Linked DNA regions of Mus musculus: all the other regions are linked to region 1. Evidence: chromatin contacts called from public HiChIP or PLAC-seq and promoter capture Hi-C data. All regions are on one chromosome and are shown on one strand. Each heading gives the region's core, a stretch centred on a gene start, on an enhancer-like site or on the middle of the called end of the contact. The rest is flanking DNA. Distances are from core to core; before and after follow the strand shown. Region 1 holds the start of Hdgf (heparin binding growth factor). Region 2 holds the start of 4632404H12Rik (RIKEN cDNA 4632404H12 gene). Region 3 holds the start of Pmvk (phosphomevalonate kinase). Region 4 holds the start of Cks1b (CDC28 protein kinase 1b). Region 5 holds the start of Trim46 (tripartite motif-containing 46). Region 6 holds the start of Mtx1 (metaxin 1). Region 7 holds the start of Clk2 (CDC-like kinase 2).

Evidence for each region. Promoter capture Hi-C pulls out the DNA fragments that hold promoters and counts their contacts. HiChIP or PLAC-seq counts read pairs in DNA pulled down with a chosen protein or histone mark.
Region 2: a contact with region 1 is called in a promoter capture Hi-C map of pre-B cells, with 5 times the contacts expected there. The contact joins the promoter of 4632404H12Rik here to the promoter of Hdgf in region 1. A contact is called at or near these places in 4 of 39 promoter capture datasets (hippocampal neurons, liver and pre-B cells) and 1 of 115 datasets of contacts at active chromatin or transcription factors (pancreatic cancer cells).
Region 3: a contact with region 1 is called in a promoter capture Hi-C map of pre-B cells, with 2.9 times the contacts expected there. The contact joins the promoter of Pmvk here to the promoter of Hdgf in region 1.
Region 4: a contact with region 1 is called in a promoter capture Hi-C map of hematopoietic stem and progenitor cells, with 5 times the contacts expected there. The contact joins the promoter of Cks1b here to the promoter of Hdgf in region 1. A contact is called at or near these places in 5 of 39 promoter capture datasets (erythroid cells, hematopoietic stem and progenitor cells, liver and 1 more) and 1 of 9 other capture datasets (liver).
Region 5: a FOXA1 HiChIP or PLAC-seq map of pancreatic cancer cells shows a contact between it and region 1. The contact joins the promoter of Trim46 here to the promoter of Hdgf in region 1. A contact is called at or near these places in 2 of 39 promoter capture datasets (neural stem cells and pre-B cells) and 1 of 115 datasets of contacts at active chromatin or transcription factors (pancreatic cancer cells).
Region 6: a contact with region 1 is called in a promoter capture Hi-C map of the HPC-7 cell line. The contact joins the promoter of Mtx1 here to the promoter of Hdgf in region 1. A contact is called at or near these places in 2 of 39 promoter capture datasets (the HPC-7 cell line and pre-B cells), 1 of 484 Hi-C or Micro-C datasets (B cells) and 1 of 9 other capture datasets (adipose tissue).
Region 7: a contact with region 1 is called in a promoter capture Hi-C map of pre-B cells, with 2.9 times the contacts expected there. The contact joins the promoter of Clk2 here to the promoter of Hdgf in region 1. A contact is called at or near these places in 2 of 39 promoter capture datasets (liver and pre-B cells).

The regions. Positions count from the first base shown.
Region 1 is chr3:87,903,963-87,908,234 of GRCm38.p6, forward strand. Hdgf (heparin binding growth factor) reads left to right here and starts at 2,359. Exons shown (of 6, transcript NM_008231.4): 1 at 2,359-2,752. The coding sequence starts at 2,666.
Region 2 is chr3:89,771,432-89,775,703 of GRCm38.p6, forward strand. 4632404H12Rik (RIKEN cDNA 4632404H12 gene) reads right to left here and starts at 1,969. Exons shown (of 2, transcript NR_130957.1): 1 at 1,071-1,969. It overlaps Ube2q1 (ubiquitin-conjugating enzyme E2Q family member 1), which reads left to right and starts at 2,178. Exons shown (of 13, transcript NM_027315.4): 1 at 2,178-2,607. The coding sequence starts at 2,281.
Region 3 is chr3:89,457,029-89,461,300 of GRCm38.p6, forward strand. Pmvk (phosphomevalonate kinase) reads left to right here and starts at 2,090. Exons shown (of 5, transcript NM_026784.3): 1 at 2,090-2,436. The coding sequence starts at 2,342.
Region 4 is chr3:89,416,253-89,420,524 of GRCm38.p6, forward strand. Cks1b (CDC28 protein kinase 1b) reads right to left here and starts at 2,039. Exons shown (of 3, transcript NM_016904.1): 1 at 1,903-2,039; 2 at 22-149. The coding sequence starts at 1,961. It also overlaps a transcript of Shc1 not described here.
Region 5 is chr3:89,244,169-89,248,440 of GRCm38.p6, forward strand. It overlaps Trim46 (tripartite motif-containing 46), which reads right to left and starts at 1,729. Exons shown (of 10, transcript NM_183037.2): 1 at 1,547-1,729; 2 at 1-243. The coding sequence starts at 1,609. It overlaps Krtcap2 (keratinocyte associated protein 2), which reads left to right and starts at 2,270. Exons shown (of 5, transcript NM_025327.3): 1 at 2,270-2,347; 2 at 2,610-2,764; 3 at 2,897-2,960. The coding sequence starts at 2,344.
Region 6 is chr3:89,212,024-89,216,295 of GRCm38.p6, forward strand. Mtx1 (metaxin 1) reads right to left here and starts at 1,884. Exons shown (of 8, transcript NM_013604.3): 1 at 1,790-1,884; 2 at 854-923; 3 at 660-739. The coding sequence starts at 1,870. Thbs3 (thrombospondin 3) reads left to right here and starts at 3,157. Exons shown (of 23, transcript NM_013691.3): 1 at 3,157-3,301. The coding sequence starts at 3,223.
Region 7 is chr3:89,162,949-89,167,220 of GRCm38.p6, forward strand. Clk2 (CDC-like kinase 2) reads left to right here and starts at 1,847. Exons shown (of 13, transcript NM_007712.4): 1 at 1,847-2,158; 2 at 4,087-4,256. The coding sequence starts at 4,087. It overlaps Gm45927 (predicted gene, 45927), which reads left to right and starts at 1,847. Exons shown (of 19, transcript NM_001310017.1): 1 at 1,847-2,158; 2 at 4,087-4,256.

The DNA of each region.
Region 1 (4,272 bases), core at 1,109-3,608:
ACAAAGGGAAGCCTGACTCCCCAAGGGTCTAGGCTTCTGCTCATGCTGTAACTGAGCCTCTGAGGTGCTTGGCTTGGCTCAGGGCAGCTGGGGGAGCGGAGGTAAGGACTGGATATTAAATTGCAGCCAAAGCCAGGAAGGTTTATGGCAACAAAAGGAACCTGCTTGTGGCGTGCTGTCTGCATGGGCCATTGAGGGAGGGGCCGGGAGGGCTGCTGCCAGCAGAAAACTTTCTTTGTGTGTGTGTGTGTGTGTGTGTGTGTGAGAGAGAGAGAGAGAGAGAGAGAGAGAGAGAGAAGCTGAGGATCAAATCTAAGGCCTCTTTCCTGCTCTATCACCCGAGTTCCATTCTCAGCCCCATCAAGAATTTAGAAGTTGCTCTTGCTCTTCCTCTCTGCCCCCCCCCCCCCGCCACCCCTCCTCCGTATTCATGGCTACTCCTCTACCCACTCTGCCTTTCTCTGTCTCTACTACCCCCTCAACTCCCCTCCCCATGCCCTAAATAAACTCTATTCTACACTAAAGTAATAATAACTTAGAAGTCTTACTGATACCTTTTAGCCAAGTGGAGAAGAGGGTAGGACCCTCAGTTTTAATTAAATTGGAATGTGCATGATTTGAGTTTAAAAACATGTAAAATTTCATACTTATAGGACACAAAAAAAAACTCATTAAACTTTTTTTTTTTTTTTTTTTTGGTTTTTCGAGACAGGGTTTCTCTGTATAGCCCTGGCTGTCCTGGAACTCACTTTGTAGACCAGGCTGGCCTTGAACTCAGAAATCTGCCTGCCTCTGCCTCCTGAGTGCTGGGGTTAAAGGCGTGTGCCACCACGCCAGGCATCATTAAACTTTTTAAAGAATTTGTGATTAGGGTTGAAGAGGTGGTCAGTTGCTGCTCTTCCAGGAGACTCAAGTTCAGTTCCCTGAACCCATGTGAATGGGCTCACAATGACCTGCGACTCCAGCCTCAGGGGATCTGACACTCTCTTCTGCACACCACACATGTAGCATGCATTCACAAACACAAATAAAAACTTCAAATCTGAGCTGGTGAGATGGCTCAGTGGTTAAGAGTGCCTACTGCTCTTCCAATGGTCCTGAGTTCAAATCCCAGCTGTTTGTGGACCATTTGAACTCATACATGGTGGCTCACAACCATCCCTAATGAAATCTGAGGCCCTCTTCTGGAGTGTCTGAAGACAGCTACAGTGTCTTACAAATAATAAATGAATAAATAAATATTAAAAAAAACCTTCAAATCTGCTGGGCAGTGGTGGTGCACCCGTTTAAGAGGGAGAGGCAAGTGGATCTCTGAGTTTGAGGCCAGCCTGGTCTACATGAGTTTCAGGACAGCCAGGGCTACACAGAGAAACCCTGCCTTGAAAAACCAAAAACAAACAAACAAAAACCAGAAACCTTCAAATCTCTTTAAAAAGAGAGTATGCAGGCCAGCCAGCCAGGGCTACATACTAAGACTGTCTCCCCCGGCAGTGGTGGCACACTTCTGTAATCCCAGCACTTGGGAGGCAGAGGCAGGCGGATTTCTGAGTTTGAGGTCAGTCAGAGTGAGTTCCAGGACAGCCAGGACTGCACAGAGAAACCCTGTCTTGAAAAATAAAAAAAAATAAAAAAAAAAGACTGTCTCAATAAAAATAAGATATAAAACAATTAGATATAAACAACAAAAAACCCATTGCACAGAGATGTAATTACAACAAAATCTTGTTTGGTTTGAGATCTGAGATCAAGTTTTGCGCACATCATTCCTTAGAATATAACCCAGGCCAAATACAGTCTTCAAATTAATACTATATATCTCCAAACTAGATTTAGTGGTATCCAACTGTCTTTATCGTTTAGGACCTCCTTATTCTAGTGAGGGTAATTGGTGATAGTCCAGATACAGCTGTTAATTTAGAGTAGACTGAAATGGTAGGACTCGAACTCTTATACCGCCACCAACAGAAGCACGTGGAGTGTGTGGGGTACACCTCTTGCCTTGGCGGTCTAACTAGTTAGAAGTCAGAGGCGCAGAGCAAATACGTGGGTTGGGACATGGCACGTGGTAGGGGGGACAGAGCGCAAGGCAGGCCACAGTAGGCCCCGCCTGGCCAGGGCATTCAGAGGAGCCCGGGGAGGGGCACGTGCAGCCTGTCCAGCGGGCGCCAGCTCCTTTTGGGCTGGCACCCACCACCCGCCCGCACACAAAGCCCGCTCGGCGCGCTCGGCACTCGGCTCTTCAAGCCTGTGCCTCTGAGCCCCGCCTGGCGGCCTCCAGGTTGGGTGTGAGGCCGGGGCAGGCTGTAGGCGTCGATTGGCTGCGCGCATCGAACCGCCGCGGGCGGGAGCGCGAGGGGAGGAGTGGGCCGCGGGGGGTGGAGGAAGCGGCCTCGCTCGCGCCGAGGAGGGAGCAATTGAATTTCAAACACAAACAACCACACGAGCTAGCGCTCCCGGAGCCGTGTGTTGCCCACCGCGCCCGGCCCTGTCCGAGCGGCGCGCGGGCGCAGACGCCGTGGCTGCCCCGGAGCTCGCGTCGGGGGCCGGCATCGAGGCGGGGGCCGCGCGAGGGCCGGAGCGCAGCGGCGCCGCAACCGCCGCACGCGCAAACTTGGGCTCGCGCTTCCCGGCTCGGCGCGGAGCCCGGGGCGCCCGCGGCCCCGCCATGTCGCGATCCAACCGGCAGAAAGAGTACAAGTGCGGAGACCTGGTGTTTGCGAAGATGAAAGGATACCCACACTGGCCGGCCCGGGTGAGTGGCGCGGCCGTCGCGGGCCCTGCTGCGGGTTGCATAACGCTCGGGAGGGCACGGCCGCCGAGCGCGGAGCGGGCGTAGGGGCAGGGGTGCCAGGCCTGTTCTGGCTGGCGGGAGCCCACCACCGCTTACATAACGGAGGCGATCGCGGCCGGCACCTGGCGGGCAGCGCCGCGTGCTCAGTTCGCCCTCACCCCTCCGTCACAGCGGCCGAGGCTTCGGGCTCACGGTGGCGGGGGGGGGGGGGGGAGCGGCCCGATGGTGTGTCGCTTCTTTCGCCGCGAATCCCAACCCCTTCTCGGAGCCCCGCTTGAGCCCTGAGTCTCCATTGATAGTTGCCTCCAGTTCAGGTTTCTCTGGCTGGACGAACGGGTGCGAGGGGTCTCAGTTCACAGAGGGTTAGGTGGATGTAGAGTTGGCGACTCACAAACTTTCTTGGAGCATTTTGGTAGGAACTCTGAAGTTGGGAGGGTCGTGAAATGTTTGGGGACGACTTACTTAAAAATGGTCTTGCCTGGCCTGGTGACTCTGCCATAACCGATTTAGCCCCCAGCTCTACAAGAACATCCCTCCATATGCCTCCAGCTCAGACTTGGAACTGGAGGCAGCAGGGCCCCCGTGTGCTTTGGGAAATCCAGTACAGACGACCTTAGCGCGGTGTGGGGGATTGTGGGACGCTGGAGTTTCCTCGGCTTCCCATTAGTGAGCGTCTCCAGTCAGGGAGGCCGGTGTCAGCCATGTGGTTGTTTGAACCCGCCAAGAGTAGGGCCTTCCCCATTCCAGCACCTGGCCAGGTGGGAGGGTGGGGCAGAAAGCCTGCTGTGTTTATCACCTTCCCTCCCAGGAAAAGGTGTGTGTGTGTGTGTGTGTGTGTGTGTGTGTTGGGGGGAGGGTTGCTTCTGGGAATTTTTCAAAACGATTGTAGAGGGGGCCCTTGATACCGAGTGAGGGCATGACTCAGCCCCTTAGGGTGTGGAACTTGTGTAAAAGAAATCCTCGGGCAGAAAGGCCTGGAGGGAGGGGTCTCAGGCAGGATTGCCTTGTGAATTTTACAGTATGGCTGACTGTTCATCTGGCTCAGTACGACTCTGAGGCTCCATGCTGTCTTCGTTCCTATTCAGGGTGTCAGGACACCTTGATCTTTGAGAAAACTCAAGTGGCCCTCCATATTCTCTCTCTCTCCCTCCATCCCAAGGAGTGTGTTCAATCCTACTTGCCTGAGCCTTGCTCACTGAAACTTTAAAATGGGTCAAGTAAGGCCTGGGTCTGGCCTGGGAGTGCAGTGCAGAGAGAGAGAGGCCAGACTCTTTCCAGAAGCTTAGAGGGCCTCGAGGGCCTGACTGAAGCTAGGCTTTGTATATGTGTGTCATGTAAACACTCATGTAATTTATTACCTTGCATCCTCTGATCCATTGGCTTCTTGGTCCAGATGCCAAGGCACTGGTAGGGAGGGCAAGAGCTGGACCCAGGTTTCTACTGCTTTTCCCTGCTGGGGGTGAGACAAAGTTCAGAGGTAA
Region 2 (4,272 bases), core at 719-3,218, 1.9 Mb after region 1:
GAGGGTAGGTTGTTTTTAATCACTTGCCTCTGCATTCACTAAATAAATATATCTACTTCATTTCCAGTTCAGATGGCAACCACACTCATGCCCAATTATCTTAGGTATGATTTTACATGAAGCTTAGCAGCAACCAAAAGAGCTGAGATGCTGAGTGAAGTAGCAATAGAAGGCACCATGCCCCACTGACCTTGACTTCTGGGTTTCTCAATGACAAAGCATAGCATGGATGAGGCCCTGGGCTCAATCTTCAGGACAATAAGTAAATGTATACATTTAAAACTTGTATATGGGGTTGGGGACATGGAAGACCTAAAGTTCCAGTTCCTTGGGTAAGGGCTAAAGGTCATGTGATCTGTGAAAAGTTCTAAAAGGAAGTGTGTGGGGCTAGTAGAATAGGGGAGTTGAGCAAGGTGGTGCATGTGTGCCTATAAGTTAAGCACTGGGAAGCTAAGACAAGAGAATAAGATTCAGGCCAGCCTGGACTATATAGCAAGACCCTGACAATAACAATAAAGGAAGCAGGCAAGCAGACAGAACAGGGTAAAGGACGTGGAGACAGACTTAGAAGTTCTGCTCAGTATCTATACATCCTGACCTTTATCTGTAAAATACAGGTTAAAGCACTCACCTTGCAATGGTGTTAAGGGTTAGAAATATTTGCTTAGTATTCCTGGCTTGGGGAATGCTTGATAAATTAGACTTTTTACAATTACTCTTTTTGTGTGTGATGATGGGGGAGGGTGTCAAATTTGGAGCTTCTACTAGCTAAGCAAGCATTCTACCACACCCTCAGCCCTTATTTATTAGTTATTTGGCCGAGAAAGGAGTTTACTAAGTTATCCAGGTAGGCCTTGGCCTTCTGACTCTCCTAGATAGTTGCGACTACAACCCTGTTCTGCTAGGACTGGCTTACCCTAGTATTTTATGCTTCCAGCTTGTGGACATAGGCACAAAGATGGTATGCAGCTAAATGTTCAGGCTGCTCTGGTCATTAGAAAAACCAGCCCCACCCACACACCCACACTCATCCCCCCAGGCTCAAAGAACACGAATTTCTTAAAACATACGGAGTTAAACTTGGCCTAGTAAAGCTTTCTGCTAACATCACTGAGTGAATCAGTAGCCCAGCACCAAGGTACAGTCAGCTTCCAAAAAACATAGAGGTGGTGACGGTAGACGGGCCAACGGCTCACATGATGAATTGGTCCCAAACCCATCAGGCCTTACAACATCCTGGCACCTGCCAGTTTGCAGCTCTGGGTTTCAGGACCCTCCGTTGTCCTTTGTGATAGTGCCACCTAGTGGGAACGACGAGGTACTGCCGCAAACTTCAAGCCCCGTTCAGGATCAGTGCGACGAGGTGGGAAGAAGAATAGCAGGTAGGCGTGGGTGTCGTCTATGCAACCCCTAGCTTAGTACTCTGCACTCACACATAACGAAGCCCTGTGATTCTGTGGAGGAAGCCGCACCATCTGTCCCCTCAGACGTAGCTGACCAGCGACCATACTCGATACTTCAGTATCCCTGCACAGAGCCTTTGGGAACAGGCTAAAGAGGCCTCCCCGTCTTGTACAGTGCCATTGTTGTGATGGAGAAACTGAGGCTCCCCAGGAGCGTAGATAACCCAAGGTCACACACCATAGAGGAACCGCAGGGAGATCCAAGTCCGTTTCTCCGACCGTAGCGAAAGGCGCCTTCCCGCCGCAGACGCGGAGGCCGGTGACCCGGCCCGACGACCCCCATGGGAATACAGGACAGACACGGCCATGCGCCGCACGCGGGGGCCGCGGGACGCAAGCAGGAAGCCAGAGTCCCGCGCGGGGAGCCCCTGGGAACACAGGCACCGGCCACGTGACAAGAGACGCCGGCCATGTGACAGGGAAGCGCTGGCAAAGGCCCCCCGGTGCACGGTCACGCACGACGCACGTACACGCACGGAAGCGCTTCGAGCAGCGAGGCGAGGGCCTAGGGTCACATGTGGAGGGTGACAGGCGCGGGCCGGGGGGCGGGAAAGACGCGCGGATCACGTGCCGGGGGCCGGAGCTCAGAGGTCACGTGAGGCCGGAGGCGGGGCCGCCGCGGAGGGGGAGGGGCGCGCGGCTTCCGGCGGCCGTGGGGGGGGTGGGCCGGCGAGCGGAGGGGGCCTGTCCCGGAGGTGGCGGCGGCGCCATCTTGGCGAAGGGGGGATCAGGAAGTGCGGACCGCGGCGGCGGCGGAGCCCGGAGCGGAGGCCGGAGGCTCCCGGCCCGCCGGCCCCGGAGCGGAGCGGAGCGGAGGATGCAGCAGCCGCAGCCGCAGGGGCAGCAGCAGCCGGGGCCGGGGCAGCAACTGGGGGTCCAGGGGGCGGCGCCGGGGGCCGGGGGCGGCCCGGGAGGGGGCCCGGGGCCAGGGCCCTGCCTGAGGCGGGAGCTGAAGCTGCTCGAGTCCATCTTCCACCGCGGCCACGAGCGCTTCCGCATTGCCAGCGCCTGCCTGGACGAGCTGAGCTGCGAGTTCCTGCTGGCCGGAGCCGGAGGGGCCGGGGCCGGGGCTGCGCCCGGACCCCATCTCCCCTCCCGGGGATCGGTGCCGGGGGACCCCGTCCGCATCCACTGCAACATCACGGTGAGGACCTCGCTTGCGCCACGCTGGGGGTCCCTTGTCTGGTGATCGAAATCACACCATACAACCTCCTGCTCTCGAAGGACCCGGAGGCCAGAGCCCCCCTCTTGGTGCTTGGCTCCTTCTCTCCAGGCTACACTTGTTTCTTCAGCTTGAGGTTCTGTGGTGCAGTCACAGTCTCTACTGTTGACCCCTGAGAGCAAGGGACATCGGGACATGTGGCCCCTCAACCACCTCCTCCTATGAATCCACCCACACCTCAGGTTTTATGATTTTGGCTCCTTCTGCTTACTCCTCCACAACTTTACCATGTCACCTAGAAATGACCCATTCTTCTCCCCACCCCAACTCTAATAAGATTCCAGGCCTGTGCTGGAAGGACGTAGCCTGGAACTCAGCCCGGTTCCATAATGACCCTTCTCAGTAGTTCTTTCCACTTATATGTACCCACCTGTAGGCTCCCTGCCTAGGCATCCCTCGTACAACCCCTCTTTGCTCCCTGAATTTCACTAAAGAATAGTGCCGTTCATTGACCCCACGTTGGATCTCCTCTTACTAACTCTGGTGTAACTAACCTTTAATTCCTCTTTTTGCCTTGGCTCGTAGCAGCTTTGCCACTTCCTCCCCACTCCTGGGGTCACATCTGCTTATCCTAGGTGACTGTCACCTTTTCTGGTGGTGACAGCAATGTGTGTTTTGAGCGGCAGCAGTGCCATCGCTCCCCAGTAGGCATCGTTCCATCCTACCTATCCTTGGTCAGGAGGCATCTTCCATGCGTCCTGCCTTATTTTATTCCCTAGTGTCCCTTGAGGAAATTGTTGGGTGCAATTTTATAACAGCTGGTACTGCGCGATACAGTGCTCACGTTGTTGGATAACGCCCACTGTAATGGTCTTGTCCCTCCTGGAGCACCTTTATCCACACTGGAAACGGGAGTTGCCTGGGGGGAAGACAGACGTGAATTTTGTGGTTCTTGGAGGCTTTGATTCATTTTTTTTTTCATGGTGTTTTCTAGCCCTTTCTGCCACCAAACCAGGTCGTGGTTTGGTGAGGTAACTTTGGGAGTGGAGTAATAATGAGATACTTGAGTTTTGATGGGGCCTCATCTATCCCAGCTGAGGCTTACCTCACCAAGCTAGGACCACCAGGAGTGGCTCAGTCAAGTAAAGATTGTAGCATCTTTGGTACTGTTTTTCCTGCAGCACTGGTTAGAGCTGTGGCATCGCTAAGATCCCCAGTAGAAGTGGGTAAGGCTTCCTTGGCATGTGTTGAAACATCAAAGATTGGATTTTGCTAAGTGGATTCACTTACGGGTAGGTTTGCCTCCTCCAGCTGCTTCCTTTCGGTTGCCAAGGCCATCTACTATCTTTGTCTTTGGGGGTTCTCAGCTGCAGTGCCCATGGCCCCTCTAAAAGAAACTTGGCCTACACTGGCCCTCTTGCCTTGGGCAGAGGAGGGGAGTCTGTTCAGGCTCCTGTGGCATGGTGGCTCAGGAATGCTGGGAATGCCAGTAGCATAGGCTCTGTTCTCCCAGCCCATGCCTGGGCTCAGGATGAGGGCAGGTTCCTGAGGGAGCGGTAGGGAGAATGGGTCTTAGAGGGACTCTGGGGGGTGGGGGTGGATCTTGCTACTAGCTTTGGAGACTATTTTATTAGTTCCTTCTCCCCT
Region 3 (4,272 bases), core at 840-3,339, 1.6 Mb after region 1:
CATAGAGGTCCCCTCTAACTTAGGGGGAAGTCCTGGCCTCCTGGTCTCCCCCATGGAGCACCCATTCTTTCCTTCACTTCTTGATCAGTCATTCGAGACACCACCCGACTCCACCCACATTGTTCCTGGCCCTGCCTTTGATAGCACTTGGTATGCTTTTGAGCATCTGAGGAAAGCATGGAATGCAGTTTGGGGTAAGAAGCAGAGGGAAGGGGCTGGGCAGGTATATCCAGGATGGGAAATGTTCATACTCTGGACTGGAAAACATCTGGTTTTGGAACCAGATGGAGCTAATTTCATCATTTAGAGGTCTAGACCTTGATACAAGTCTCTCAGCCCCTTACTTAATTTTATGTATGTGAGTGTTTTGCCTGCACGTATATTAGTGCACCATATACACGCAGTGCCTATGGAGGCCAGAAGAGGCTGTCAAGATTCCCTGGAACTGGAGTTACAGATGGCTATGAATCACCCTGTGGCTTCGAACTCAGAGATCTTCCTGCCTCTGACTCCTGAGTGCTGAGATCAAGAATGTGTGCCACCATTGCCTGGCTTAGGCAAATACATTCGGAAGTTTTGTGATTGGGACTAGAATTCCAGGGAAATTTGATTCCAGGGTGGGGCTGAAGGAAGGGGTGAGTTATGTCAGGCAGGTTCAGAATTCTGGGTGGAAGTTCTGATTTCTTTTGAGTGAGGGCTTAGTGAGCAGGAGGCCACAAGTGACTTCACCCTATATAGGCTTCGTTGGCCTGGTGAGAGCCAGCTTTCGGTGGGACCCAGAGAAATATTTATTGCACAGAGGTGGGACAATGTGCTGACTTACAAACTGTGAAATCACAGTGCTTAAAACAAACAGTCTGCTGTGAGTGGATACTTTAAAGTTTACAAAGTATTTTGTTGTACAGTTCTGCTTTCCTCTGTTTACCAAGCCTCTCACTTCCTTCTCTTTATTTTATTTTATTTTATTTTATTTTATTTTATGGCCCAGGCTGGCCTGGAATTTGTCTGCTTCCATTTCCAGTGCTGGCTGGCACTTGCCACTAAACCTAGTTTATTCAGTGCTGGCCCTCAAACCTAGGCTTAGGCAGAGGCTCTATCAACAGACAGACATCCTCAGTTCTGGCGATCCTCCCCGGTCCACTCTTTCTGTACCTGACCACTCCTGTTCTTTATTTTAAAATGATTTATGTGTTTTGCCCGTATGTCTGTGTACCTCGTGCATGCAGTTCCCACAGAGGCTAAGGGAGGGCTTTAGGTCCTCTGGAACTGCAGTTCCAGCTGGTTATGAGCGGCTAGGTGGGTGTTCAGCAAGGGCAGCCAGTGCTCTTAGCTGCGGAGTCATCTCTTCGCCGAAGCCTCTTTCGAATACGCAAAGAAATGATTTTCCTAAGAGTTTCTTTACGTTTCACTTTGGTTTTCACAAGACTTTGCAGTCTTATACACTGGAGGCAGTCATAGGCTGCAGGCTTTATTTTGATAAGCTTAGAAAAATGTAGGACAGCAATTTATATCTACAGATAACAGTAAGTAGGTGTCAGAACACTCTTAGTTTTGCCTCTCAACTTCTGGCTGGATGTTGGTCTCCGGAGGAAATTGGGTAATCTTGTTCAGAGTGGCGTCAAAACTCCTTAACCTAAGTTACTAATGTCACCAATGTTCTTTTTCGAGATTCTGAAAAGCTTTGGAGAGGAGTATGCGGCTAAAGAAAAGATCACTTAGTTCCAGCTGGAGGCTTCAGCAGTTACAAAACCTTTTCAACAGTGAAATAGCATACTGTTCATTAAACCCCTCCCTCGCTATGACGTCAAGAAACACACCCTATCATGTCATTGTCTGGTTACTTCTTTGGAAAGAGCTATTTTTAGTGCGGGGCAAACACATATTTGCTTTAGAGCATGAGTTATAACGTACAAATTAAAAGGCAGATTTGAAAATGCCTTCAACATTACTATTTTTCTTTATCTTTATGTTTGGCCGGTTGTGTAGAAGGGAACTTGAGGCTAGTCTTTCCAGCGTCACTCTCGGCTCACCTTGTCAGCCGAGAAGGCGGGGCCATGACGTCACATCTGGGCGGGCGTGGACTGTTCTAAGTGCGTGCTGCGCAGGGGGGGGAGGGCGGGGGGGGGCGGGAAAGGTACTTAGATACTAGGCTGCAAGGCTCTTTCCCTTCCAGTTTCTACGCCCATTCTCTGCGCGCTGGTTTCGATGTGGGCTGTGTAGTGTGGAGAAGGAGTGGGATCCCTCCTCCTTTTTGCTTCTACTGAGCGGGTCCACTTCGTGCTTGGCTGCATTTCAGGGGTCCGAAGTGTCAGCTTTAGGCCTGGTGAAGCTTGGTGGCACCATGGCCCCGCTCGGAGCCTCCCCGCGTCTGGTGCTGCTGTTTAGCGGGAAGAGAAAATCCGGGAAGGACTTCGTGACCGAGAGGCTGAAGAGCAGGTGTCCGCGGGTGCAGGGAAACCGAGGAAGGGCGCTACCGCAAGTGATGGAGGGCTTTATGGAGGGAGCTCGTGGAGGGCAAGGAGGGACAGGATGACAGGGCAGGGGAAGGCAGACCCTCACGGTCAGTAAAACAGCAGCCTGCACAAATCTCCCTCAAAGAACTAGGGGACTGCCACTGCAGATCTATGAAGATGTAGCTCTGCCTTCAAGAAACATGAATTACTACTATTACTATGCTGGCACCTTCAACGTGCCATTCCTGTTTGATGATTGTGGTCTGAGGTAACTGGCCTAGATAAGGAGACTAACAAGACTGTAAAGGTTTTTTTTCAAGACCACGTCCTGAGTGTGTCTGCTGCAAAGAGAATCTGCCCAGAACACCCTGCAATGGCAGGAATTTATGGAATATTCTATGCCAGGTGTTGTGCGTCTATATCATCTCATTTAACCTATTTAGCTTCTTTACCAAATAGTGGTATTAGCAATCCCATGTCACAGATGCAGAAGCAGGGGCCCTTAGGAGCTAAAACCTGGTGTGTGTGTGTGTGTCTCTGTGTGTGTGTGTCTGTGTGTGTGTGTGTCTGTGTGTGTGTCTCTGTGTGTGTGTGTCTCTGTGTGTGTGTGTGTGTGTGTGTGTGGTCCAGCAGCAGGGAGAGCTCATACATGTAGGAGTTCAAGGCCAGAGTGGACAACATGGTGAATTTTTAGTATTAAAATTTTTAAATTTGCTAGGGTTATAAAGTAGCAAACTCAGGATTTAAATTCAGCTTGGCCTGCCTGGAGACACCGTTCACTCACTCTGCCCTGCCTGGAAACACCATTCACTCATTCTGTCCTTCCTTTCTAGATATTTATTTTCAAAGATGTGTTTATGTGATGGGTGTGGGTTTGTGCCTTGGTGTGTGCGAGTGTTCTTGGAAGCCAGAAGAGGGCAGGTGATCCCCAGAACTGGAGTTACAGATGGTTGTGAGCCTTCATGTGGGTGCTGGGAATAGAGCCTTGGTCTGTAAGAAGAGCAGCACTGGGATTAAAGGCATGTGCCACCACACTTGGCCCATCTTCAGCTTTTAAGAAAGCATGGTTCTCGGGGTTGAGCTAAGACTGTCAGGCTTCTGAGGCTCGCCTTTCCCCCAGCCTTTTATTTTTCTTAAGTGATAAGAAAATATTCTAGGAAACACTGTTTTTTGTTTTCTTCTGGAAACTTGGGCTGGGAAAGCAGAGAAGGGGGAGAGAGAATGCTGGGGCTCCTCTCCAAGGGCAAGGTGGTCAGGACACCACGTGTGAGGTACCACAGCCATTCCAAGAGGTTCAGGGGAGCCCTGGGCTGAGGTTCTTACCCCAAACCTTTACCACTAAATAATCACCATCGGTGTCTAAACTTTACTTGTTCTTAGCTCCACACATAGGCAGAAGAACAGCCGGAAGCCTAGACGATGGATGGGGTTCGGCTGCTGGGAGTTCACGGCCTGGCTCAGTGCTTAGTGGATGGTGTACTGCAGATGTCTTATCTGTTCTAGTCAAGTTCTGCTATTGTTAAATGGGCATTACATGGGATGGCTAAAAGAATCAAAGGAGCCAGCCTGTCCCGGAATACAGTGTTGGCTATTTTAATTTACTGTTTCATTACCCACAATGTTACTTTTCTTTTCTTTTTTTTTTTTTTTTTTTTTTTGATTTTTCGAGACAGGGTTTCTCTGTGTAGCCCTGGCTGTCCTGGAACTCACTTTGTAGACCAGGCTGGCCTCGAACTCAGAAATCCGCCTGTTTCTGCCTCCCAAGTGCTGGGATTAAAGGTGTGCGCCACCACCACCTGGCACAATGTTACTTTTAGTT
Region 4 (4,272 bases), core at 789-3,288, 1.5 Mb after region 1:
ATCTCCCTACATTTCACTGACCTGGTTCATGGATCATATAGTGGACCCATCCCTGACTCTGCTGAACGCCGAGGTTCCTCCATTCAGATTCAGACATCAGATGGGTTTTCGGGACCAGCTTGGCTATGTCCTTGGGCAACATGACATGCCTGTAACAGAAACATGGGGATGTGAGTGAGGACTGTGTCAGAGCTGTCAGTCTGCCAGACACTGACCTACATACTGAGAGCGGAGTGTGGCACACGTGCCATGATTCTGGCACTCGGGGATATGGCAGCATGACCGGGAGTTTCAGGCTATCCTGCGCTACAGAGAATCTGTGAAAATAAGTAACTAGCCCAGTGTGGGCACTCCTTTAATCCCCGCACTCAGGAGGCAGAGGCAGGTGGGTCTCAGTTGAGGCCAGCCTGGTCTACAGGGCAAGTTCCAGGACAACCACAGCAGCAGATGAACCCTGTCTCAAAAACACAAAACCAAACAACCACAACCACAACGAAACAACAACAAACAAAAACAAGAAAGAAAGCAAAACCAAAATAAAAACACCATGGGTTTTCACCACTTTCATAAGAGTTATTAAAACCACAAATGAGCAATTTGATGTGTGACTCCTGGGTATGAGATACTGACGATATTTGTTTCTCCTTTGATCACAGGCCTCACAGGCCTCTAGCTGGTTACCTACTCTAGGACTGTGTGGAAAGGCCTTTTACGGAACAGGTATGAAGACAAACATGCAAATGTTCATACTTCTAAGGGATGTGCTATGATACTTGGAAAATCCCAAGCTTTCCCAAACATAAGTTTATGGCAAAAAATTACCTGACTTGACTCAGGCTACCCCAAGTAGATTTACTTTATCATGCTCAGTGAAGATGTACTAAATGCTTCTTCCTTTGTGATAATAACAAGAGCCCCACCCCATTGTTGTCCAAATGTCAGAAAAGAGCTTCCATTCTAACTGTGACTTCGATACACAGAACCAAAAAAAAAAAAAAAAAAAGAAAAAAAAGAAAAAAAAGAAAAAAAAAAAAGAAACCCAAACAAACCCCTCCTTTAAACAAAAATGCCAAGGCTAAGCTGGAGTTACAGCTTCCCAGAGATGAAGCCACTCATTTCTCCAGCCATGCAAATGCTGTAAGTGTAACATTGTTACAGACGTGGAAAACAGCTGAGTACTTTACACTTGAGACAAGGTTCCATCTGTAGTGTGATCTGGGCTGGACCCTATGACAATCCTGCAGCCTCAGCTTCCAGAATGCTGAGATTAAAGATGTGAGCTACCGTACCAGCTTATCTTGCACCTTAACAGAAAACACTTGAAACCTCTATGCGCGCCATGAATGATCAAGTATTTGAAAGGTATCTACCCACGGCCACAGTCTTCATGCCACTCCAAGTCCTGTAAAAGCCTATCTAAAACAAGGCTGACAACTACTCATCTTTTTTATAAACTAAAAACCACCAACACTGAGGCTCTCTTAGAACCGTCCTTTCATCAAGAGCATGAAACTTTCAGTTCTGCACGGGCTACCTTCTTTCTCCCAGCAGACTTTGAGATTTCAGTAACGCGAGCAGTTCCTATTAGGGAAATCGCCACAACAAAGTTGCTTTAGTGATGTGAATTCCCAGAGGTAAAACTGATCAGAGCTACAAGACGCTTCAATTTAACAGCCGGCCAACTCTAAGTTCCCTTTCATTGTTTTACATCCTCCGTCCACCTTTTGCGCATGTGCTTTGCTGCTGTACCCAATCCCACCCCCACCCCACTCCCCGGTAATTCCTTGCGCACGCGCCCGTTCTACACTGTCCCCCGCCCCCATCCCCCGCCTCCCACTCCGGCCTAGGTAACTAACTCCTCGCGTGCTCTCTTTTGTCTGTAGTCCCCGCGCCGGCACTAACCGGTATTCGAACTCCTCGTCGTCGTATTTGTCCGAATAGTAGATTTGTTTGTGGGACATGATTGCTCTGTCCGAGGGCGCTCAGCCCCGCGCCGCAGGCCTCCAGACAACTCCCAGCAGCACGCGCTCCCACCCTCTTTGGCCTCGCTTTCAAACACACCGCCCGCACTTCCTATTGGTCTCTGCGGCCGAAGGCGGGACAGCTCCATTTTGAAGTCCTCGATTGGCTTGCTTTGGCGTCTCTTCAAGTCGTAAATGGAGTGCTGTGCTCAGGTTTCTGAAGAATGAGCTGGGTCAAACTAGGATTCTCATTGGCTCTCACTGCGCCCCTTGAGCCTGCTGGCGCAGCCATTGGCCAACTTTGGAAAGCAGACGGGTAAAGGAGGGACAGCGAGGTAGGGGGTCAGGGGTTAGTGAGGCCGGAAGTGAGTGTAATAAAGTTTGTCTGGGGAGGCCCAGGCTGGGGTGAAAGTTGGGGCGGTGACTTAAGCAGACAGTTGCGTGATCCGGAACCAGATCGGCCCGCGGTGCGGTGCGGAGACTCCATGAGACCCTGGTAAGTCTAGACTTTCTTTCTGTGGCGACCAACTCCTCTTCCACCCCGGAACCCCTCTCCCAGGACCCTACTTCCGGTCTTGCTGTATAAGTCCCGCCCCCGAGACCCCTCTCCGGAAGTCCCACCTTCCTACTTCAAGGGGCTCCCTGAACCCCGACTTGTCTCTTATGATCGCGACCACACCCTGTGGTCTTACTTTCCTGGGAATCGCACCCCCAGACGTGTTTCCCAGCACCATATGATTAGTCTTCCTTGTTCTCTCTCTGAGTCTGCCTCTTCAGGATTCTCGGTTGAACCCAGTCTATCCATTGCCTGGCTTCCAAAAGAGGGAAAACCGTGCTTTTGAAAGACCGATGTGACTTTGTAGAAGTGACGCCTCTTTGGGACCCCGCCCCTTTGGGACCCGCCCCTTCCACTGTCCACGTCCGATCCTGGGAATGTGCCGTACTCCCTGTTTAGGGACCTTGTCCCCTCAGGATTCTCCTTCCTCTTGGGCTTGGGTCAGTGCCGCAAAACCCAGGTCTTAAATGCCTGACGTTTCATCCGCTTCTATATCCCTCTCCTTGTTTTAAGCTTTGGGCTTAATTCTCCTGAGCTCTGGTGCTCCATAAGGTGGGGGGTTGAAATTTGTGGTTGTAAGGAGTGAGCTTATTAGCAGCGTCGCCCCTCTCCCCTCTTCGCCCACCCCCGTAACCTTCGAGAGTGAATTAAGTCGAAGGGACTGAATTTCGTTTACAGCTGGAGAGTGGATGAAGGAAAGGAGACTCTTGACTCCTTTGAGACCCCATCCCAAAGACAGCCATAGATGGCACCTTCCCATGCCTGGATTGGACTAAGCATTGGTTTGTGTGAGCCTAACGGGAGTCAAAGTTTTCCTGCTGTCAAAAGAAAAACTGTTTTGGAGACAGGAGTAGAGGTTCTCGTCCTTTCCGCTGTTTTTACAAGACCCCTCCCCCTATCCAGATATTCTAGTTTGGCATTCATCCTGGCCCCACTTGCCTAACCTTCCCTGCTGGAAACATTCCTGAGGCTTTCGCCATTTCCTGCTATTTCCTGCCCCTCCAGCTTCCTCCCTGCTGTGCCGAGGTGTTTAACGCGGCTTTTCTCCTGCCCTTACTACCTAGCCTTGGGTGCAGGAGGCAATCTCTAAGCAAACTTAAAGGCTCGTGTTGACTTTTTCTTCCAAATGCGGGCACCTCTTGCTCATCCCTGGCCTTCCGATATGAAAGCTCCCAGGAAGAGCCATCTCTCAAGATGACACCATGGTGTGTTTGTGTGATTGGGAGTGTAAGAGCTGAGGTCTTAGCAAACAGAATGACAGAATTTCTTTTCAGGAAGAGATGTGGTATTCAGTAACAGCTTTCCTGGGATGGGGACTAAGCACAGGGGAGAGAATGAAGGGTGGTATTTAAACTGCTTTAAGTGCTGCTGAAGAGGTCTGAAGGTAGACACTTTGAGCAACCTCCGCAGCCACAGCAGCGGTTAGGCAAGTGGAGGCAAACCCCGGTGATTGGTTCTCTGTAAGTTCCAGGCCATCCTGGTCAGCCTGGTCTACAAAGCAAGTTCCAGGGCAGTCAGTGTTGTTACATAGACAAACCCTATCTTGAAAAAACAAATAAGCAAAAAGTATCTTTTATTTCTTGTATTTGGTTTTTTTTTTTTTTTTTTTTTGGTTTTCGAGACAGGGTTTCTCTGTATAGCCCTGGCTGTCCTGGAACTCACTTTGTAGACCAGGCTGGCCTCGAACTCAGAAATCCACCTGCCTCTGCTGGGATTAAAAGGGTGCACCACCACACCCAGCTACTTTTTTTTTTT
Region 5 (4,272 bases), core at 479-2,978, 1.3 Mb after region 1:
CAAGCGATCTGGCTTGGGGAGAGTTCTCCGAGAGAGGCGGGGGCTGCGGGTAGAAGGGGTGGAAGCAGGAGAAGTGGGCTCCGAACTCGGATCCCCACCATGGCCTATGTACCCCTGCTGGCCCAAAACCTCCCGGGCACAGGCCTGGCACACGTTGTGGGTACAAGGCAGCACTAGTGGCTGCTTGTACATCTCTTGGCACACTGGGCACAGCAGTTCCTTCTCCATGTTCTTCATGCTTGTCTGTGGAGGGACCAGGAGGTTGTGTGAGAGCTAGGACACTTGGGCAAATCTCAGCCCGGTCCCTTGGCTGCCAGGAAGGGCAGCACAAGCTACCTACTGCTTTGGCCCAGTACCCGCCTTCGTTGGTTCACACACCTCCCCAGCTCTCTGTCTCCTGCTTCAGCGCCCCTCTTGGGGAGCTTAAGGTCCACCAAGAAGGTACAGTTGGAGCTCTGGCCTCCCCCACCATCGCGCCCCACCCCCATCACTCCCGCTGCAGCAGTGCTGGCAGGCAGTCCTCCCGCCTCACCTGTCTCCATCCCTCCATCTCTGGATTAATAGCATTTATTTCAAGGGCACCACCCATTCTACAGCTGGGTGTTGTCCCCCGCCCCTTTCTCTAGCAACCCTTAGACGCATGACTGCTCCCCGCGGCCAGGGTGCGCTAGCTCTCTGAACCGGCTGGGCACTGGCCGGCGCCCCAGCACCCATCCTCCATTCTTCAATTCTATTTCTTCCAGTCTCCCCAAATCAACCCATCTCTCTTTGCCTTCTATACTAGAGCTATCAGACCCAGTCTGGTGGAGAAATTCGGCCTGTTTCAACCCTTTGCTCAATCTAGGGTGGGGGAGGAAGGAGCGCCCCGCCTACCTGCCCCCTCCCCACCGGAAGTATCCCTCCCCCTTTTGGTGAGGGGTCTTCTGGCTATTCCCCACCCCCACACCTCACCTTGGTCCCTCTCTTCGCAGCCATCCCGGTCAGGGGCGCAGCTGACACAAAGGAGGGAGGGAGAGGGAGGGAGGGGGAAGGAAGTGGTGGGGGGGAGCAGGGTTGGCACCGCCTCTGGGAGAGACGGGCACGGGTTACCATGGCAACGGGAGGCTGCACGGCAGCTAGCGGGGGGGGGGGTTGGGGGCGGTAGGGGGGGTGGTCGGGAGGGGTCCAAATTGGGAACTGCACCCAGGAGCGGTTTTTTCATCACCCCACCCCACCCCCCGCCACACCTGTCCTCAGTTTCTTGGAAAACATCCAAGCTCACACATGCCCCTTCTCATAGCCCTGGTGCACGCCTGGCAGCTACCCCAAGCCTACCCGCTGGGTCCGGGCAGCTTCTCGCTGCCTACACCCCAGCAAACGGGAGTCTCACCACTCGGCTGTCCCCAGGATCCCTCCACACTTGCGTCTCCGCCCTCCCAGTCATTTCTGTCTTAACTAATCCCTTCTCTATAATCCATATTCTTCCTGGACCCCCACCTGTTCAAGGGTCTGGCTTGCCCCGACCCTTTACATCCCCTCCCTTCCCCTTGACCCCACCTTAACTCACACTGATGCGGACTAGTGCATCCATGATGGAAGTGAAGGTCTGCATATCCTCACCCTCAGCCATGGCCCTACTGTGCCCGCCCGCCCCCGGGTGCCCGATCCTGGCTGCTGCTGCGAACCCGGGGCTTAATGCAGGAGCCGGGTGGGGTGAAGGGAGGGGTGGGGAGGGTGAGATGTCACTGCGCATGCTCCAGGGACTAGCTTCGAACTGCGTCCGTCGAGGTAGGGGGTGGGAAATAGTTCTTCCCACGTGGTTCTCCAAAGGCGGTCTAGGGGGTGGGTAACATGGAGGGTATTTGAGGTAGGAACCATTCCTCCTATTAGAAGCTTGCATCGATTCCTGGTCATACTACTCACATAAAGCACGAAGCTCGTTTCAGAAGAACAACTCCAGGTGGACGGTGCTACATCTTGGGTGGCACATATCTTCGGGAGTTGTTGAGGCAATTATAGTGGGTCAGGGAGGTCTGAGGAAGTTGTACGGGAGATGACATGAATAGCAATGAAGGCACAGGTGACTCTAGGCCATGGGATCATGACTGAAAGATGAGTGCAGCTTGTCCAGAGAGACAGCAGATGCCTTGGCTACAGAAGGCTGGAGACCAAGCAGGGCGGTGGCCTAGAATGCTCTTAGAAGCATTATTTCCTCCTTGCCACAAGAGGGCGCTGCACCCAAGGCGCGTAGAGGAAGAAGTAAAGCAAGTCCACGTTGGCCCCGACGCCTGCGTACAGACAACCGCGCCGGCTTTGGCTCCCCTCTTTCTCCAGGGACACGGATTGGACCACGGACGGGGCGTGATGGGTAACCGCACCGGCGGGATGCCCGGGCTGCTCTAGCGGGAGTGGGCGTTGGGGTGGTCCTCTTTTCTCCGTAGCCTCGGTAAAGCTGACGTGTCCTGGGAACTAGCATTTCCTCCGGACAGGCGGGAACTTGGGTGTGCAGGGCCGGGTGGTTCCTGGAGGTCGCTGTGGGGTGGGGGCTGGGTCACTTGGAAGTGGTTGGTGAGCCAAGCTCCGGAGTGAATCTGCCTGAATCTTAGCCTGACTCTTTTTCTCATTTATAGTAGTCGGTACCGGGACCTCCTTGGCGCTGTCCTCCCTCCTGTCCCTGCTGCTCTTCGCTGGCATGCAGATCTACAGCCGCCAGCTGGCCTCCACCGAGTGGCTCACCATTCAGGGGGGCCTGCTGGGCTCCGGCCTTTTCGTCTTCTCCCTGACTGTATCTTCCTCGCGCTGGAAGGGGAGGCGGGGGTGTATGAACAGAACATGGGCGGGAGTGGGTGGCAAGGGCTTTGCAGTCCCTCTACTTCCTATCTTGTTGCGTGAGTTTCTCCTTAATTACATCACCCAGGCCTTCAATAATCTGGAGAATCTGGTCTTTGGTAAAGGCTTCCAAGCAAAAATCTTCCCTGAGAGTAAGTGAAACTCAATAGTTAACTGGACTCTTTTTTTTTTAAACCTCTCCCAAACATGATGCCGAATTTCCCTGTGCTTAGATGATAAAGGAGAAATACATTTGCTTAACACAATCTTGAAGACAGAAGATGCTTTCAGATTAAGCATTTTATTGGAGCTGGAAGAGAAGCACAAAAAGGGGGGAGGGGAGGGGAGGGGAGGGAGAGGAAAAGAAAGAAAAAGGCCAACCTGGTCTGCTCTCAGGACAGGTTTCAAGTGAACAGTCAAGCCTGGGCTGATGTCTGATAGGCATCCAGGAGAAGGTGTTCTTTGTCCCTGTGAGAGAAGAAAGCAAAACCAAGCCCACTGAGGGATTCTGATGTGGAACTGAGCCCGCACTATTGACTGCTGCTGGAGGAGATTGTGAAGTCTGTGTTCACTGGGATGTTACCAATAGCAGGACCCCTGACAGAAGGAGAATAGAGAATAACCGCTAGAGCTCACTCTCTTTCTCTGCATCCGCTTGTTTCTCTCTTCCTTTCTTCTCCTCCCTTCTGTAGCCCACACTGGCCTTGAACTTCCTGTGTGGCTGTGAATGACTAAACCCTTGACTTGCTGATCTTCCTGCCTCCACTTCCCAGGTCCTGAGATTAGCACTACCTCATGTAGTTTATGAGGTGCTGGCGATTAAGCCCAGGTCCTTGAACATGCTAGGCAATCTCTCTCCCAATGGAGGCACATCTCCAGCCCTGATAGATCAGTTTTTGTGTGTGATAATTCTTGTTAGATGGTTCATATAGAGATCTGATGGAGAATAGGGCTCATAAAACAAAGTCGGCATCAGGACCGAGCCACTTGGAAAGCCACATGCTGGGAAAAGCAAGCAGTTGTGGCCCCGTGAAAGACTCACCCAGAAACCCCGAAGCCCGCCATTGTTGCTGTCTTCACGGCCCTGTTGGAGGTTTCCAGAGCTTCCGCCCAGCAATGCCCAGAGCTTCTGTCTCTTCCACTCTGTCCCATGTGTTTCTTATATGCTGAAAGAAATTGTTGGAAGGCAAAAACCTTGTCTTTCAGCCAGACAGTGATGGCACAGGCTCTTAATCCTAGCACTAGAGGCAGAGGGAGGCAGGTCTCTGTGAGTTCAGGGCTAGCGCGATCTACAGAGCAAGTTCCAGGACAGCCAGAGCTACACAGTGAAACCTGTCTTGAAGTGAGAAGAAAAAAATCCTCTTCTTTGCCTTCCTTTCTGGCTCCAGCTGGACAAGTGGACCTCTTAGCCCCTTCCACCCTCTCATCCGTATCCTGTCCTCTTAGAGAAGCCATAATCCTCTT
Region 6 (4,272 bases), core at 634-3,133, 1.3 Mb after region 1:
CTTAGCACTTGAGAAGAGAAATAGTCCTTAGAAATCTTTGTGGTTTTTTTCTCTCTCTCTCTCTCCCCCGACTTTTACTCCTTTCTTTGACAGTTCTGGCCTGGAACTCACTCTATAGAGCAGGCTGACTTTCAACTACAGAGATCTGCCTGCCTCTGCCTTCTAGGTGTTCAGATTAAAGATGTGTGCCACCACTGCCCAGTGACTTTTTTCTTTTTTGAGAGGGGTTCTTATGTCTTCCAGGCTGGCCCCAAACACACTATGTAGCCAAAGATGATTTTAAATTTCTGATCATCCCACTTCTACCAAGTGCTGGGATTATATGCGTGTACCACCATGACGGTTTATATTAGAAATTCCTTTCAGGTCTACCCGGAAACCAACTGCTGTTCTCTACTCTTCTTTATTTTCCATGTGTCATCAGCCTGTGTATTTCTCTTCCTCCCTGCCCATTTGATTTCTCCGCTTATCCCACCCCACAGCCCCTTAAGTTCACTATCTGGCCAACTGCTTGTCACAGTCACACTGCATCCCCCATGCTGCTCCTCCCTGCTCTGGATCACACTGCTCTTGCCTGGCCTGTGTCTGGTGGCCAATAAATAAGTTACACTTCACGGACTGGATTTCCTCCATTGTCAGCCCCCACTCAAGTCACCTACCTCTTTACGAAGATGGGTGATGATCTTGTGTGGCACTGTAATGACTTTCCCATCACTGGTTCGAAGAGCAGGCAGAGTTCCTGATATTGAGAAAGAAGTATACTCACAGGGTCCAGCTTGCCTAGTCATACTCATTTGCATTGCATTCCTGTCCCCTGCTCCTCCCCTGGCACATTCCTGTCCCTCAGGGATACCTGAAGGGCTCTGCCAAGGATTGCTGGTCTTGTGTATCTTCAGTGGGGCGCCTGTAAATCTGGTATAGGTCTGCAGGGAAGGAAGCAGACGGTAGAGAGGCCAGGGTATGGCTTCATAAAGAAACCAAGAAAAGAATCCGTGACTCAGTAAATTATGTTCTATGGTCTATACTTTTATACCAAAAGGAGAGGCGGAAAGAGGGTGTCATTCCTATTTACAAATGGGCAAACTAGACCAGACAGTTCATGGACATGTTTATATGTCCATTTCCAAGATTAAACATTAGGAAAAGATTTCTACCCTTATGCCATCTACACTGTAAAGCCTATTCACAAAAGCTTTTCCTAATTAACTTCCCTCTTCCTGGAAGTACTGATTTACTTTGACAGTCTCTGTATTCTGTTTCTACTTTACATCAATACACGTGATCGTTTCATTATTTGCTTACATGTTTGCCTTTCTGTTAACAATTTCAATACAAGGGTCAAAATCGTATTGCAAGGGAATGTTTTTTACTCTAAGAGGCATAATAAATGTTTTTTGCAATCCCGAAGACGTTGAATGAAGAGAAGCAAGTCTGCCTAGTTCTAAAGGTCTTCCTACACAGTCTGGCTGTGGGGCTGTCTGGTCTACGAAAACGAGATTCAATGGATTCATAGCGGAAAAAGAAGAGATCGTCCAGAAGGGGTTATCCCAAGGTCACCCAGCCAATAAATGGATAGGCAAGGTCTAAACCCATCTTCTGAAGCCCTGACCAAGCCTACTTCCACTGCTACACAAATCGATCCTAGGAAATCCGGACGTAAGGCGCGGAGCCCACATCGGCCTTCGACTGCCTCAGTTTCTCTCAAGACGCATGCGTCTCGGTTCTCGGCAAAGCTCGAGCACCCACTCCGGCTCTCCAGAGATCAGAGGACAGGTGCATGAGCCCTCACCAGCACGGCCAGACTATCCAGGTCCACCGACGGCAATCCCCAGCCCCCTGACCAGCAGAACAGCTCCATGGGCGCCGCCATCTTGTACGCTCTCTGACCCGGAAGCACCTTCTCGTATGCGTCGGCCTTCTCTCGCCAGGAACCGCCCCTGGTCCCCGCCTCCCTGGCCGCCGGGGCTTTGGGGTCTGGGGAGGCGTGGCTCTTGGCGGCCTGAGCCGCGGCGGGGCTGTGAGAGGTGGGGCATCGGCCTTCTGGGGAGCGCCGCGGGCTCGTCCTGAGGCGGCCCCCGTAAGGGAGCAGGGCCGCCGTCCAGACGCGCTTGGGACTTTCGCGGCGCCTCTGCCGAGCGTAGCCACGAACCGCCGGCGACACGGAGGGCTTGGGAGAGGGGCATCTGGTGCGGCTTGTCGGTCTCTGGGGGCACTTGCCAAACTGCACATGGCCCCGACAACCCCGGGCCCTCTCAGGTCTCAGCCCTGAGCGGACGCCGCGGGGGGGTCCCCCGAGCCGCATGTTTTCCACTGCGCGTTATGTTTGGAGAGGGCCTCGCGCTGCCTGTCGCCATGGAAACAAAACAGGGGCGGTGGCGGCGCCCGAGCTGAGGCCCGGCTGGGGCCTGAGTGGGGGAAGGGGAGGTGCGGCTCGCGGGCAGTTGCCTTCGTAACGGGAACTCCTGGTCGGTCCCCAGCTCCCCTCGGGTTCACCCCGGACAGGGCCATCCCGCGGTATCCAGTGTTCCCCAGTCCCATCCTCGCTCCTGTCTTCTAGTTTATGGCTCTAGCCTCTGGTGATGCTTTCCCCTTTCTGATGTCTTAGAAAGCCATCAAGTTCTCGTCGGTGCTTCCAGATTTCTATTTTCCCAAGAGTGAGGGGAAATGGAGGAATGGGCACATGTCAGGGACGCAACACACCGTAATAAAAAAATTTTTTTTTTTTTTGCTGTGCCACATCAATAAGCCTCGTGTCGTACGTAGTCTTCTAGGCACTGTAGCAAAGGATGGTCCACTGACATCCATTTCCGCCAACCGTGAAATAATGCCTAGAACCTAGAATTGCCCAAGGCAGGGGATTCTGACTTTTCCAACCACTGCTTGCAGAGAACAGTAGCATTTGGTAGCGCTGTTAAGTTGAAAGCTCCCAAGAACCAGATGTCAGGCTAAAGGGAAGCATCTTTGAGGAAAATCATTATGGTGGAGCAGGAGGCAAGGAAAGCTCTGGGACTCTTTCCCAGTGCCTCTGGTTTCGGGAGCCGGTGATGCCTCCAAGGTGATTGGCAGCTCTTTGTTTCAACCCCCCCCCCTACCCGCCTGCTCCCCCCCAACCCCCCAGCTCGCTCCTCAGTCCCTCCGCCCCCCTCCTGCTCCTGCTCTCCGCCTAGTCTTTTTCCCTCCCAGTCGCCTTGCCTGCCAGGGGTAGTGAACCGGCTAAGCGGCATGGAGAAGCCGGAACTTTGGGGTGTCCTGGCTCTCCTCCTCCTCTGCTCTTACACGTGTGGCAGTCAGGACCTTCAGGGTAAGCCTGCATTCATCCCCCTTGACACCTCTTTGTCTCCTTTCTTTTGCCCCCAGGCAAATAACAGACCACATGTGAGTTTGAGAGAGAGGGAAGAGTCCTGAAATGGGTTGGAGAGAAAAGTTAACACTGCGAAGAGTGAAGGGTTGGTGATAATGTAGGAGGGGTGGGCACCAGAGTGGTGGGTGAGTGCAGATTGGTGCAGTGTCAGGCACTGAGACCAGGATGGATCCAGGAGGACTCCACGACAGAGTTAGTCTCAGAGCATCAACAGGATAGTCTGGGCAAGCAGCTTGATTGATGGTGACTGCACGGTGGGGGACCCTGGGCTTGGTTCCCCCCCCCTTTACTCTGGCTCTTGGTTTCTAAAAGATAGGGCGGGGGTGGGGATTGGGCAGCTTGAACTCTCCCGGAGGTCTGGTGGGGGGATGGCCCATGGGTGGTGTAGGAGAGGTGGTAGGAGCAGATGACACAAGCAAAGATTCTTTACTGGCTGGAAGGGAAACCACAGATTGGCCAGGACACAGGAGGAAGAGATGCTGGCTGGGTCCTACATTCCCAGGGGGGAAAGACTAAACAGCGATGGGAGGGTCAGAGCGCTTTGTGGACGGCTGTAAGATGTGTGTGATGAGCCCCTGGGATGGGAGGACCGGCCCCAGGGTTTGGAGTGTGCTAAACCCAGCAATGGAGAGATGGTACTCCTGGTTCCTGAGTTGTGGGCACCAGGTGCCACTCCAGACTCTAGTCAGCAATGTCTCCCTTGCGCCACCTGGTGGGACATAGGAAGTTTGCGAGTGGCTTTGGTATTTGTAAGTGGGCTCTAAGCCTATAGGTTCCCAAGGCTTTGGAAGCAATAGAAGGTGCTGGGAGGGAAGCATTGCCTTGATAACAAAAAAAGGGCCAATGGTTTTGTTTTTAGAGATAGGGTCTTGTAGCCTGGTCTAAAGTAGCGGAGGCTGCCTGATTGCTTG
Region 7 (4,272 bases), core at 597-3,096, 1.3 Mb after region 1:
CAATTACCCAGTACCTTTATTTTTTTTTCTTTTTAAGAATTATTTATTTATTTTAGGTATATGACTGTAGCTGTCTTTAGACATACCAGAACAGGGTATCACATCCCTTTACAGATGGTTGTGAGCCACCATCTGGTTGCTGGGAATTGAACTTAGGATCTCTGGAAGAGCAATTAGTGCTTTTAACAGCTGAGCCGAGCCATCTCTCCAGCCCCTTCCTAGGACCTTCAAATAGTGTTGTTTTTCTCCTTTTTTTTTAAAAAACATTTATTTATTTGTATTTTCTTATGTGCATTGAATATTTTGGCTTGCATGTATGTCTGTACACTACATGCATGAAATGCCTGAGGATACTAGAAGAATGTTGAATGGCCTGAAACTGGAGTCACAGGGCACATGAGTCACCATGTGGGGGTTGGTTGGGAACTAATACAGGTCCTTTGGAGGAGCAACCAGTGCTCATAACTGCTAACTTATCTCTCCAGCCCCTCAACAACAACAACAAGAACAAAAAACAAAACAAAAGATAAAACAAAACCAAACCTTTGTTTTTGAGACAGGTTATCAGTGTACTCAGGCTGGCTTTAAATTCATTATATAGCAAAAATAACCTTGATTTCCCAGCAGTGGTGGCGCACGCCTTTAATCCCAGCACTTGGGAGGCAGAGGCAGGTGGATTTCTGAGTTCAAGGCCAGCCTGGTCTATAGAGTGAGTTCCAGGACAACCAGAGCTACACAGAGAAACCCTGTCTCAAAAAACTGAAGTAAAAAAAAAAAAAAAAAAAAAAAAAAAAAAAGGAAGGAAGGAAGAAATAACCTGGATCCTCCTGCCTTCACCTCCTATGTCCTGGGATTGGTTACGTGTATAGGTTGTATGTATGGCTCTCTTGCCAGGGCATTCTGGGCAAAAGGCAAGTACTCCACCAACTAAGCCACATCCTGAGCTGGTTTGATTTTGAAACAGTCTCACACTGCAGCCCATGCGGGCCTTGAGCTCCTCCAAATAATCCTGCCTCAGTCGTCTAAGAGCTGAGATTATGAGCATGAACCACCATGTTTAGCTGCTGCTTCTTCCTTTTCGTTTTCTTCTTCTTCTCCTTCTTCTTTTGTACTATTTAGTAAACTGAAGCTGGAGAGATAGATGGTTCCGTGGTTAAGAGTGCAATCTTCTGGCAGATCCAGCATCCACAATGGTAAGCCCTCAATTGCCTGTAACTTCAGCTCCAGAGGATCTGACTGGCCCCTTCTTCAGGCCTCATGAAAACCTGAACTGAAATGCACATACCCTTCTACAGAAACAAAAATAATTTAAGGTAAATCTAAAAAGAAAGGAAGATGATTCGGTAAATTTATACTTAATACAGATTAGTTAAAACACAACGGCGTCCGATTCTCCTTCCTCTATGTCTGTGCACCTGCCCCAAACATGAAATACTTTTGTGCAGAACAAAGAGGGAACCTTTCTTTGCTGGCGTTCGGAAGCAGGAGGGTATATATTTTCAAGTTTTGTTTGAAGAACCAGACTTCACAAAACCTCACTGGAGTCGTTTGCTCAATAGCGATACAATGTAAATAACTAACAATCCTTTAAAACAGCCAATATTAAATAAGCCACAAATTGTCTTCTGGTGAAGAGCAAGAGGAAGGTGTCATGGGAAAGGATAAAAAGACCTAGAGACTCAACAAACACGTGACAAGCTCCGAGCGCCTCGAGACCCGAACCAAGAGGCGCACCCACCGCTTCTCTAACTCTGGAAGGCGCAGGGGAAGCGGCTCACTGGCCCGAAGGGCCCGGTGTCGGGGGGCGGAGCCCATCAGAGGCTGGGAAGTGACGCAGGACGTGCGTGCGTCTGTGCGTGCGTGCTCGCTCACGGCGGCGGCGGCGGCGGAGCGGAGAGGCCAGAGCCGGAGACCGAGCTGGGATCGGGCCCCGGGCGGGGGCGGTGCGAGAGGCGCCGAGCGGATCCTGGGGGCGGGGACGGAGCCCGGGCGGGCGGGACTGGAGCAGAGCCCGGGAACGGGGCGGGAGGTCCCAGGGCCCCGGGTTGGGGGGTGGAACCGCACTTCGTCGCCGCGGGGGTGCCGGGACTCCGGCCGCAGTGCCGCCGCCATCACGGACTTCCTGTGGGACAAGCGCACGGGCCTCGCCGCCAGAACGGTGAGCGCGCGGGCTGGCGGACCTTGGGGCCGCGGAAAGATGGCTACCGCCAGACGGACGGCAACGGGATATGGAGAAATTAGGAGTGTCGGGCTCTCGAAGCAGCAGAGTAGCGAGATGAGAGGGAGGGAGGTCGACGTGTTTCGGTGTAGCAGCAAGACCTATAGTAAACTTGGAAAAGCCTTAGAAGTGATGAGGTAGACACCGGAGCGGTCCCAGTCGTGCAAAAGTTGGACCAAGGGTTTAATACGATCCGAAAAGTGTTAAGATGGCAGTGTAGAGGAAGAGTTTGAGGCTAGGAAATTATTCTAGCTTCTCTGAGTAAGCAAGGAAGAAACAGGGTTTAGAAGTTAAGAAAGTTAGGCTAGATATGCTTTTCTAGGAAAGAACGCAGTGGCTTTGTTGGTTGGTGTCCAAAGTGAGATTGCATTTATGTTAAGTTAATCAAGATAGGGTTACCTGGGAAAGCCTCGTGCTTGCATCTTCTTGGTTTCCTGTCAGCCACTTTAGGCCAGTGTACCATAGGCTCACTTTCCTTAAGAAGGTTGTGAGGAAGCGGCCGAGAATGGTGACCAGATGTTGGAGTCAAACCTACAGACCTCATGTCCTGGGCCAAGACTGCCCCCGAGGCTCATCGTATTGCTGGATATGACAGTGATTTTGCTCTGATTTTCCCCTTTGACCAAAACAGGACTCATGAACCCTAACTAGTCCAGTTTCATTTAATGGAGGCCCAGCTGCCGGCCAAGTATTACTGATACTAATTAAGAAGTACTTAGTAGGCTAGGGATATAGTTCAGTTGATATGGTGGGGGTCACTTAGCTTGCATGAAGCCCTGGGTTGATCTCCAGCCTTTGTAAGCCCCAGCCATCTGTAATTTTTGCACTTGGAACTGAACTAATATCAGAAAATATTCGTGGCCATCCTAGGCTACATATCAAAATCGACACCAGCTTAGGATATGTCAAGTGTGGTTTTGCAAGTCGTTCATACCAGCACTCAGGAGGCAGACACTAACAAGATCTCTGAGTTCAAATTCTGCCAGATATGCTTAGTAAGTTTAGCCCAGCCAGGGTTACATAATAGAACCTTGTCTCAATAAAGGAAAGAGAGAAAGAAAAGGACTGGGGCAGCGGAACACCCTTTGAATCTCAGTGTTTGGAAGGCATAGGCAGGTGGATCTCTGTGAGTTCCAGGCCAGCCTGGTCTACAAAATCAATTTCCAAACAGCCAGGGCGACATAGAGAAACCCTGCCTCAAACCCAAAAGAAAAGGAAAAGTGCAGTTATTTCCTGCTTAATAAATCCAGTGGTGCTGGGGACATACAGATGGACACACTTCCCTTGTGCTGTTTTACAACTGTGTGAAAAATTTGGCCAGGCATGTGAGAGACATTTGTGGGACCACATCCTGATCTCTGGAACTTGTTGGTGTTTGCTGCCAGTTATCTGTAAAATCCTGGGAGGCTGAATGACTGCCCTGTGACACTCCTAGTCTAGTGGGGGAGAGAAGATGAGCTGTTAATAACTAAAACAACCATGTAAACTAAAGCTTTATTTTGTTTGCTTGTGAAGCACTCAGGATGGCACAGCTGCGCATGTTAGATGGCAGCAGAGATGAACTGTGGCAATATTTATCAGCCACACACTTGTCACCTGTCGTGAACTGTGGCTCAGACCAGAAGGTCTTCATGGAGCCTTGTTTGAGGTAGAGCAACTGAATTTGACTTTCTTGAGTTTTCAGCCAAAATTTGTAGGTGGCTGTATAGTCCATGAAGGGAAGACTATTACCAGGAAAAGAAGCGAGGCGTTTGTGTGCTGAAGGGCGTAGGGACAGAAAGCAGCTTTGCGTCTTTAGAAGAGGCATTCCACGAGAACGGTTATGAAAACTCAGTGTTCCTACCATTCTGCCTCTCCTTCCTCTCCAGATGCCCCATCCCCGAAGGTACCATTCCTCAGAGCGAGGTAGCCGGGGGAGTTACCACGAACACTATCAGAGCCGAAAGCATAAGCGAAGAAGAAGTCGCTCCTGGTCAAGTAGCAGTGACCGGACAAGGCGGCGGCGGAGGGAGGACAGCTACCACGTTCGGTCCCGAAGGTAAGAGAGACTGATT